Regions from separate parts of the Mus musculus genome. Here region 2 is linked to region 1. Evidence: chromatin contacts called from public HiChIP or PLAC-seq data. All regions are on one chromosome and are shown on one strand. Each heading gives the region's core, a stretch centred on a gene start, on an enhancer-like site or on the middle of the called end of the contact. The rest is flanking DNA. Distances are from core to core; before and after follow the strand shown. Region 1 holds the start of Lclat1 (lysocardiolipin acyltransferase 1). Region 2 holds the start of Galnt14 (polypeptide N-acetylgalactosaminyltransferase 14).

The links. HiChIP or PLAC-seq counts read pairs in DNA pulled down with a chosen protein or histone mark.
Region 2: an H3K27ac HiChIP or PLAC-seq map of embryonic stem cells shows a contact between it and region 1, with 2.6 times the contacts expected there. The contact joins the promoter of Galnt14 here to the promoter of Lclat1 in region 1. A contact is called at or near these places in 3 of 39 promoter capture datasets (the C10 cell line, hippocampal neurons and pre-B cells), 1 of 484 Hi-C or Micro-C datasets (embryonic stem cells) and 3 of 115 datasets of contacts at active chromatin or transcription factors (astrocytes, embryonic stem cells and large pre-B cells).

The regions. Positions count from the first base shown.
Region 1 is chr17:73,106,093-73,110,879 of GRCm38.p6, forward strand. It overlaps Lclat1 (lysocardiolipin acyltransferase 1), which reads left to right and starts at 1,893. Exons shown (of 6, transcript NM_001177967.1): 1 at 1,893-2,064.
Region 2 is chr17:73,707,701-73,712,487 of GRCm38.p6, forward strand. It overlaps Galnt14 (polypeptide N-acetylgalactosaminyltransferase 14), which reads right to left and starts at 2,751. Exons shown (of 15, transcript NM_027864.2): 1 at 2,231-2,751. The coding sequence starts at 2,359.

The DNA of each region.
Region 1 (4,787 bases), core at 643-3,142:
AGGAGAGACTGCTGTACATGAGGACCCACGTTTCTTCTTCTTCAGTCCTTTTCCAAAGTCTCTTATATGCTATAGATCAGGCTGGCTTGGAACTCACAGAGATCTGCCTGTTTCTGCCTCTCCAATTCTGGAATTAAAGTTGTGAGCCACCACTGCCTAGCCCCCCCCCCCTTTTTTGTGTCTTAAATAACTACAGACTGGGGAAAGAAAAGTACTCTGATTTATTTTTATGTTGAGAAATGTTGGTTAAAGGATCTAAGTTGAGGGGGCTATCCTGGAGTCTCGGGTATCCATCTTTCTTCACTACTCTCCTTTAATCCATTAGAACAAAAGAGGAATCTCTAGTAGAGGGAAGGCTATGTATAGACTCTTTAAATCCTCAGAGAACTCACAGCGGTGCATTCTTGAGAGGTTCTGGGGGATCCCCATGTTAAGTTCAAAACAATGACAAGCCTTAAAATTCCTAAGATTTTCCCAGAACTCTTGAGTTTAGAGACAAAAGTGAGGTCCGTTCAACCTCTGAGGGATAACTGCATTTTTGTGCTGCTTTTTTTCCTTCGTTGTATTTTCTGTTTTCTAATACAATTGTGGCACATCTCAAACACTTAAGTATTGAATAAAGGTAAAGGAGAGGTAACGCTGGCTCTGAGCGCGAAGGCACCTTGCATTTGTTTTTTAAAATTTAGAGTCTTGCAGAGGCAGTCTCCTGGCTCTGTTATGGGGACTGCTGGGACTACAGGCATGTACTACCACACAAGGCTACCCTGAACTTAAAAATTCATTTCTCTCTGTTTCATGTTAAATAAACAGATTAAATGAATAAACATAAATGAAAAGCTGTTGAAAGGCTCTGTCGGCTATGTGTGGACATTTCATATTTTTAAAGATGTCTATTATCTGTTAAAAGTCAGCAAGAAGGTATTGTGCAGGGGAAACGCAAAGAGGTTAAATTAACCAGTCTCTAGCATCCAGGTGCTTAGTCTGGTAGGTTTGGAGCCAGATCCAACACTGTAGAAAGGCACAAAGACCTTTCCAAAAGAGTGTCCTACAAAACCAAACCAAACCAAACCAAACTTAAAAAAAAAAAAAAAAACCCAAAAAACCAACAAACAGAAAAAAAAAAAAAAACCAAAAAAACCAACAAACAGAAAAAAAAAAAAAACCCAAAAAACCAAACAACAACAACAACAACGACAAAAACCCGACAGCAACATAAAAACTGATTGGGCCATCCAGAAGAGGAAACGTTGAGACTTGAGCAAACACTGCGAATTAGCAACAGTTGCGCACCACAGAACCTGGAGTTGCTTTTTGACTTGGGGCAAGAAAATAACGCTTGTCATTTAGTGTCTCTGCGTTTTCCATCCTGCAACTTTAGGGGTTGAATGAAGGTGCGTTTAGTTTTACACCATCAGGAACCTGGCTCTAGAACTGACTGCGTGATCATTTGCTCTTTACATGAGGCAAGAAAGTAAGAGTTGTAAATGATTGCCTCCGATTTATTTTCCATGAGGTAACCTCAGGCGTTGAAGGTGTCTTGAGTTTTGTGCCAGCAGAAACTCAGGCTCTAGAATTGGCTGGATACTAAATTGCCCTTTGATTCCTGACGTAAACGTTAGGCTTGCAAATGAGTGCTCTAGCTTTGCCATCCCCCTACGCAACCACTAGATTCCCCGGAGACCACCGCTTGAGTTCTCATTTTTGGTTTCTTGCTCCTCTACCCCTACCAGCTTTGGCAGGCATCTGCGCCTGGCCACACTGATCTGGGGCGCGGTTCCTTTAAAGGAGCTTAGACGACGCCCGGGGTCTCTCCCCACTGCGGAGCAGGGGCGGAGCGCCCGGTTCAAGGGCTTCCCACGCAGCCGGAGACGCCTTGCGTCACTGCGCCAGGAGCCAATCAGGGTGGAGCCCGGAGGGACGCATTACTAAGGCGACGGGGCTCGACGCCTCCCCGCTTCGGGATGAATTAGCGGCGGGTTCTTCTCCCAGGTTGTGACCCCCGTGGAGTCGCTGTCTCGCCCCAGTGTCCCCGCGACGTCGCGCGTTTCCCCCGGTGTGTCCCAGGTGCGCGGCCCGCGGTGTCAGGTGTGGGCTTCGGCGCGGGAACATGGCGGCAGCCAAGGGATTTTTTTTTCCCGAGTGGGCGGATGGAGAGCTGCGGCTCGGCGGCTTTTCCCCGGAGCAGGCCTCCTCGGGTGGGCCCTGGGGGACGGACACTGGCGGGAATTGGGTGGAGGGCTTAGGGCGATCGGCTCTTGGGAGGGAGGCCGAAGCCTCCAGAGCTGATCAGGATGCGGGGGCGAGGAGCGTCGGGTGCCCCTTCTGTGCTCACCTTCCTGTCCACACCACACCTCGGTGAAACCCGGGAGCTGCCGGGTCCCCCTACACCGCCTACGGTGTGTCAGGGTCCAGATTCCAGGAGCACAAGGCTTTCCAGGGGTCGCCACGTGAACGGCCCACAAGAGAGTTTTTCAGGGTTCAAGCAGTTTGTTTCTTGCAGGTGACAGAGGTGTGCCCTAGGTCTAGGTGGCAGTGCCACAGAAAGAACGATAGGCCACATTGAAGGCTGACTTCGAGTCCAATTTTCCTTTTTATTGGCATTCGCTCTAGCTAAGGGCTGGCCTCTCATGGTCCTTGCCTCTGCCCTTGTATTGGTGCGATAACAGGCGTGCTTCACCACGCCCACCTGGCAGGTTTGGTCTCTCAGGTTGTATCTTTTTTGTTGTTCTTTTTTTGTTTGTTTTTGTTTTTGTTTTTTTTTTCGAGACAGTGTTTCTCTGTATAGTCCTGGCTGTCACTTTGTATCACTATGTAGACCAGGCTGGCCTCAAACTCAGAAATCTGCCTCTGCCTCCGAAATGCTGTGATTAAAGGCGTGCTCCACCACGCCCGGCTTCTCAAGTTGTATCTTAACATCTAAGATTATGTTTGACCAGAAGCAATAAAGACAAGGCATAAGGTGTTTCTTTGTGGTTGTGGAGCTGTTTTGTTTCCTGGTTCTTGCCTGAAGGCTTAGTCGCCTCTGATTGGATGTAGACAGAGCTGAGTTTTACATTCAGTTAAGTCCAAGGAAAGTATTGAAAAAGAAATTGGTGAAGGCCTTACCAAGATAAAATGCTTCCCATTCATACCCATCACGTGTTTCGGGAAAGAAACCCCCTGTCACAAAAAGTTTAAAGAGTTGGATGGGCTACTTTTTAAAATACTATTTTGATGAAAGACTTTGCAAAATTCATGTATTAAAAAATTTGTATTTGTGTATGCGAGGCTGCATGAGTTTATATTCACCACACAGTGTGGTGACACTGGAGCTGGAGTTTCAGATGGTTTTTGAGTCACCTAATGTGGGTGTGGGGAACCCAACCCTGCTCCCTTAAAAGAGGAGTAAGTGCTTTAAACCATTGAGCTATCACGCCAGGCCTTAGACTTAGGTGTTTTTGATTTAGTAAAGGAATTGAAAAGACACAGAGCACTTAGCTTCAGTCCTAATAGCTTCTGTCTCAGGGGTGCCCCGAGTATCTTGCACTGTGGTTTCCACGTGGCTTTAATTTGAGCAAATGTTCCCACCAGGTCTAAAGAGGTTGGCTCCTGCATACGTTAGGAGGGACTCTTTCAAACTGAATCTGGGGAGATAGAGTCAGTTTGGCCTAGGATTGAGGTTATATGTAGTGGTAACTAGGTGGCTGCTGCTTCTGCTTCTTCTTCTTTCTTTCTTTCTTTTTTATTATTATGTATTTTCCTCAATTACATTTCCAATGCTATCCCAAAAGTCCCCCCTACTCCCCCCCCACTTCCCTACCCACCCATTCCCATTTTTTTGGCCTTGGTGTTCCCCTGTACTGGGGTATATAAAGTTTGTGTGTCCAATGGGCCTCTCTTTCCAGTGATGGCCGACTAGGCCATCTTTTGATACATATGCAGCTAGAGTCAAGAGTTCCGGGGTACTGGTTAGTTCATAATGTTGTTCCACCTATAGGGTTGCAGATCCCTTTAGCTCCTTGGGCACTTTCTCTAGCTCCTCCATTGGGAGCCCTGTGATCCATCCAATAGCTGACTGTGAGCATCCACTTCTGTGTTTGCTAGGCCCCGGCATAGTCTCACAAGAGACAGCTCTATCTGGGTCCTTTCAGCAAAATCTTGCTAGTGTATGCAATGGTGTCAGCGTTTGGAAGCTGATTATGGGGTGGATCCCTGGGCTGCTTCTTCTTATTCTTGTTTTTGTTTTTCCGAGACAGGGTTTCTCTGTACAGCTCTGGCTGTCCTGGAACTCACTCTGAAGACCAGGCTGGTCTGAACTCAGAAATTCGCCTGCCTCTGCCTCCCAAGTGCTAGGATTAAAGGCATGCGCCACCACACCCAGCTAGGTTGCTTCTTAAAATGTGGTAATTATGTAACTTCTGTGAGGTGCTTTGTCTCTGAATAGAGATGACATTCATTGAGGTTTCTAAGGGAGGGGTGTTCATATAAAAGACTTAAAAACAGTATGGTAAGAATTGACGTTTATTAGTTTATTCTGCTGTGCTTGTGGCATGTCAAGGGCCTTATAAGTAAGTGTCAACTTAGTCACCCAACATCCGTGTAAAGTGTGTACTTTAACAGATGAGGAAACTGGAGCTCGTTGACATTTAAGTCATTTGTCCTAAACCATACAGCTGGCATTGTGAGTCCAGCCTATGGCTCTCTTTCTTTCTTGTACTGGGATTGAATTCAGGGGCTTGCACATCTAAACAAGTATTCTATCACTGAACTATACCCAGCCCCCTTTTTTTATTTTTTAGAGACAGGCA
Region 2 (4,787 bases), core at 1,501-4,000, 600 kb after region 1:
ATATATTTTAAAATTTACGCAAGACACATAGGTAGACACATATTAGTGAAAAATAGGATCTAGAAAAATAGTAACCAAAAATAGGGGAAGGGTACACCTAGTAGTAAAATGTGTTAAGATTTCCAGACCTATAGAATAATTGAGGCTTTGGAGAACTATACAAAATACGGCGTGAGTGAAATGTTGAGACAGGAACACGGTTTTAGACAGATTCCTGATATGGGACTATCGTCTGCTTGTGATCCTACATCAGCAAGGAACTCCCCAAAGTTTGTGTCACACACTCCAAACTGACAGGACAGACCCCTCAGAGCAGCACTCAAGCCTAGCACTGTGCCTGGTACCTGGCTGCCAGCAGTCACTCTGTGTTGAGCACAGACCGGGATAAAGAGCAGGAGAGGAGTAAAGACAAAGTCTGCCCCAAAGGAAAAAGAGCCCTTGCCCCAGATCCCTGGGGCAAAACGAAGAATAAGTCAGCTTGAGGTAATGAGATTCAGCACAAAACAGAGAAAGTTCATGTCCCTGCAGGCATCATTAACTGCATCACACAGAGCAGAACCGCCTAGGGAAAAGTAAGAAAAACACCTACAGATTCGTGGTCAGGGTCTGCAACATTAAGGAAATAGATCCTGGACTATAAAGGCTGCCTGATGGACATACCAATCGATCGCATCACTACCCTGCTTAACCACCCACAGCTTCCATGGTCCTTCCTGACTAGACCCACACACACACTGTCCCTGTCTCATTCCTCTGACCGCCACAGGCTTCATGCTGTCTTGTTCCTTCAAAGCTGGCTTATTCTCTATTTGGAATGTGCTCTGCCTACGGGCCACTGATCCATCCTTCTCAACTCACCTATTGTACCTCCTCCAGCAGTGGCCGGGCTCCCATGACACCCAGTGCAGTGACCCCACTTGACTATCAATCCTGCGTGTCCTGGACCACTGATGAGCAGACCACCCTCCACCAAGGAGAAAATCCTGCATCTCTGCATCCAATGGCACCGAGCCTAGCTCCATGGGTGCTAAACTAAATGCTTATTTCGATCAACTAATATTGGCAAGATTCCAAAACTTTGGTTTAAAATGTACTTTGGTTAAAAGAAGAGTCTATTGGGATCCAAGTGGGAAAATTCTGTGGAGGTCTGAGTTCAAACCCAGAACGATCTAAGACGAGTTAATTAAAGACTCTTGGCCTGTTTCCCCATCTATGAAATAAGAACAATATTAAACAACTCCTTATGAAGAAAACACCAACTATGCACTTAGCACACAGTAGGCCCTCCCTACTGTACTTATCGGTGAGATCCACTCCTACTTAACACAGAGATGTTCATGTCTTCCTCTTTCCGACTACAGGCTCCTCCAAGGTCTTTTCCCACTCCTAGAGATTGCCCTGGGCTCATAAAGGTTGCTTAGCTGCCAGCAAATCCCCAGAAGCCTCGCTCTGTTTCCCCTGGTCAAGGCTGTGGAAAAGAAAGACAGGGGCTCTGAATCTCAAGAGAGAGCCAGTAGGGGGAACCTTCCACTCCTCTGGGCTGCACCGACTGGACAAGAGTTGGGAAAGCCACTTGGATTCCCATTTCCACAACTCCCTGCCAGTAGGAAGGTTTCTGTTCTTATGGGCTCCTCCGTGCTGTCCTGAGCGCATTCAACTTCCAACGCAGCAAATGAACTGGGGAACAGTTCACAGAGCCGGTGGCACCAGGCCAGGCCAGGTGGGTAGGGAAGGCTGGGAGGCCTCCAGGGGGGTCGCTAGTGCTGTTCACGTGCGCACAGCACCCGGGTCATCGTCTCCTCCTCTGGGGCCTGGCAGCAAAGGGAAGGAGTCCGCAAATCCACCAGACTTCTCATGGGTGCCAGCATCGCTCACCCAGCAACCTCCAGTGACCCTCCAGCGGCACCCACCGACCGCCAGTCCCAAAGTAGCTAGTCCGCAGCGCCCCCTTGGCCACCGGACTGCTAGTTAAGTTGGGAGCCCGGCTCTGTCTGCGAGCGCGCGCCCACCACCCACGCCCACTGCCACTTACACACGCCAAAGATATGGAGACGCCCCAAGCTTCTTAAATTCCACAAGCACCTCCCCATGGCCGCATCCCGCGCCTGTTCCCCATCGCAGCACCTCGACACCCCTGCATTTGAACCCTCAATCCCAGTGCGTGGACCACGCACCCTTCCACCTGCCAGTGCCCGGTGCCCTGTGCCCTGTGCGCCACGAAACGGCATACCTTGGGGGTCTGCACTTCGGGTCCCAGCGGCACCTCCAACTTCCTCTTGGTGACCCAGAAGAACAGCAGTACGGTGATCCAGAGCACCCCAAAGATGGGCAGCGCCAAGCGGCGAGTCAGCCGCCGCATGGTCCCCTCTGCCTGCTTCTCTTGGTGGCGACGCGTCCCTGGGGCACCCCCCGGCGGTCAGGGGTGGCGGGGCACGAGTCTGCCGAGCGCCTCGCTCTAGGAGAAACGCTGCTCCTGGGATCCCGATGTTGGATGGCGGGATCCTGCCCCGCCCGCTTCGGAGAGAAGCCACAGCCGGGAACGGAGCGGCGAGGGGCGCCGGAGACTAGAGACGCGGCCGGGCAGGGACGAGGGGCAGCTCAGCCCGGCGCCCGCTCCAAACGGAGAGCCGCGGCGGCCGCTGCGATGCTGCTGTGCGCCGCGGCTGCCTTTGCCCGCTGCTGCCGCGAGGGAAACTGACTCGAGCAGCCGGGAAGGTGGAATCCGAGGCTGTGCCCGGCACCCCCGGAGGAGCACGAGGAGGAGGGAGCGCGGAGGGAGGGCGGGCCCGACAGACAGACTGACTCCGAGGGAGAGCGGGGCGGGAGCGAACCGGGCTCTGAGCGGGGGCGCTACCGCCTCCCGCCGACCGTGGAGCACCCTGCGGTTGAGGGACCTTGGATGCAGCTCTGGGACCATCCTGGGCTAGGGTTGTGCTGGGAGGGGTTGGGCGGGGACCGGTTATAGGATACTGACTTGTATCAAGCAAGCTGATACTTAAGGACTAGCCCGCGCCAGGTGAGGCACTACCGGGGAGGAGTTTCTGTTTGCTGCGGGGCTCTGCACATGGTGCTCACAGGAGGGTTCGCTAGCCGGGAGCCATCACTGGGATAGTAGGGTTGGTTGACCCAGATGTTGTCTCAAGTTCAGACTTGACCATTTCAGGGCCAAGGTCGAGTTCAGCCATCTCCCCAGGGTATTCTTTGCCTTTGAGCAGGTAGGTGCCTGGCAACTTTCTCTTAATGGAAAACTGAGCTGGTCTAAATTTAACTCGAAAGATGTCCTTTTAAAAATTAAGGCAAAAGTAAATCCCTGAGGATTTTTTTTTTCTCCTTGTAAAAATAAGCCCTTTTTCTGGGGCTTGCCAGAAAAAAAGGGTCTAATGTTAGCACAACCACCGGAAGTTTTGTGAAAGGTGGCCCTGGGGTGTGTGGGAGTAGCTCCCCAAATCCCTTTCCCAGTTGCCTTTAAGGAATACATCTTCCAGCTACAGACTAAAGTCACTTGGATTTAGAGACAGGAACAGTTCTGACTCCAGTTTCCATACAGGCCTCAGGTGGGCTGGATGAATTTCTAACCATATCTCTAGAATAGGGAGGTGTGGTTTCTAGCCTAGCCTACCCAACCAACAGGGCAAATCACAGCGTCAGCCTCTCCCTTCCTTAAGTCTTAAGACTGTGCCTCATCTTCAGATGTGAATGCTGCGTTACCTCAGAGTTCAGAGAGAAAAGGTGGAAGTTTTTGCGAAGTCTGCAGAGCCCTGGCCACTGGAGTCCTTGTTTTAGTTACAGGGATGCTCCAAGTTTCTCCAAGTGAGAATGACACCGAGTGGCCCAGCGGCATGCTCCCTGCTGTCTTCACTCACAGACTGGAGCTTAGTATAGGGGTAGCACCCACACTCGACTGCAGGTGAGAAAGGTACCAGTCAGTTCTCCAGAATTCCTCCTCCAGTGCCATGGAGCCCTCCAGACACTTGCTCAGAAACAGAGGTGTCCCCCACCCCCCAACAGCTCCGGTGTTTGATACCTTGTCTTTCGGCCATAAGGCAAAGGCTCTGGAGCGGAGATGTAGGTAAGAAATTTGAGGTTGGAAATCAATCAGCCAGAAAAGGCTTGTCAGCCCCCAGAGCCCTGCTGGCATCTCACACTTGTCTCTATTGGACCCGTAGCCTCTGAAAGGTTGGGTCCACTCTCTCCAGATGTTGTTTAAGCAGGCAAAGGCCTCGGTGAATAACTGTCCAAGGAGCATTGGCGAGTGGCAAGAGCACCTACTCCCGCAGCTTTCTGAGCTCTCTGGATCTCTTCCAAGAGCCTCACCCTAGAGTCCCAGTCCTGGGCCTGCAAAGTGTTCTGTGTCAGCTCTGCCGAGAACCTCCCGAGCAAGCTGTAGACTCGCTGATGAGCGCCAGGCAGGAGCTGCAGCAGCGGAGTCCATTGCTCAGCGCTTTGTGGGGCTGTTTCTGAGTAACAGATGGCAGACAGTTACACAACACCACCGCCAAGCTCCTGAGATGGTGCAGCCTCACACGCCTGCTTCACTCAGACTGGCATACGGGGAAACCAAGGCCCTGGGGTGAAACAGCTCCGCGGGAGAGTACGTAACACTGGGAAGAACAAAGATATTCTTCTAAAGCTCTTGCTCTTGAATCACTATTTTGTCCTCCTCTCACATGGGGAAGAGTCCCTGGGCCTTGAAAGATTTCTAAAGGCTCCGATTTTGCTAAGTGCAATTAACCGACCCAACTATAGAATATGTTGGTCTAGGCTTTTAGGCCAGTAAGTGCCATTAC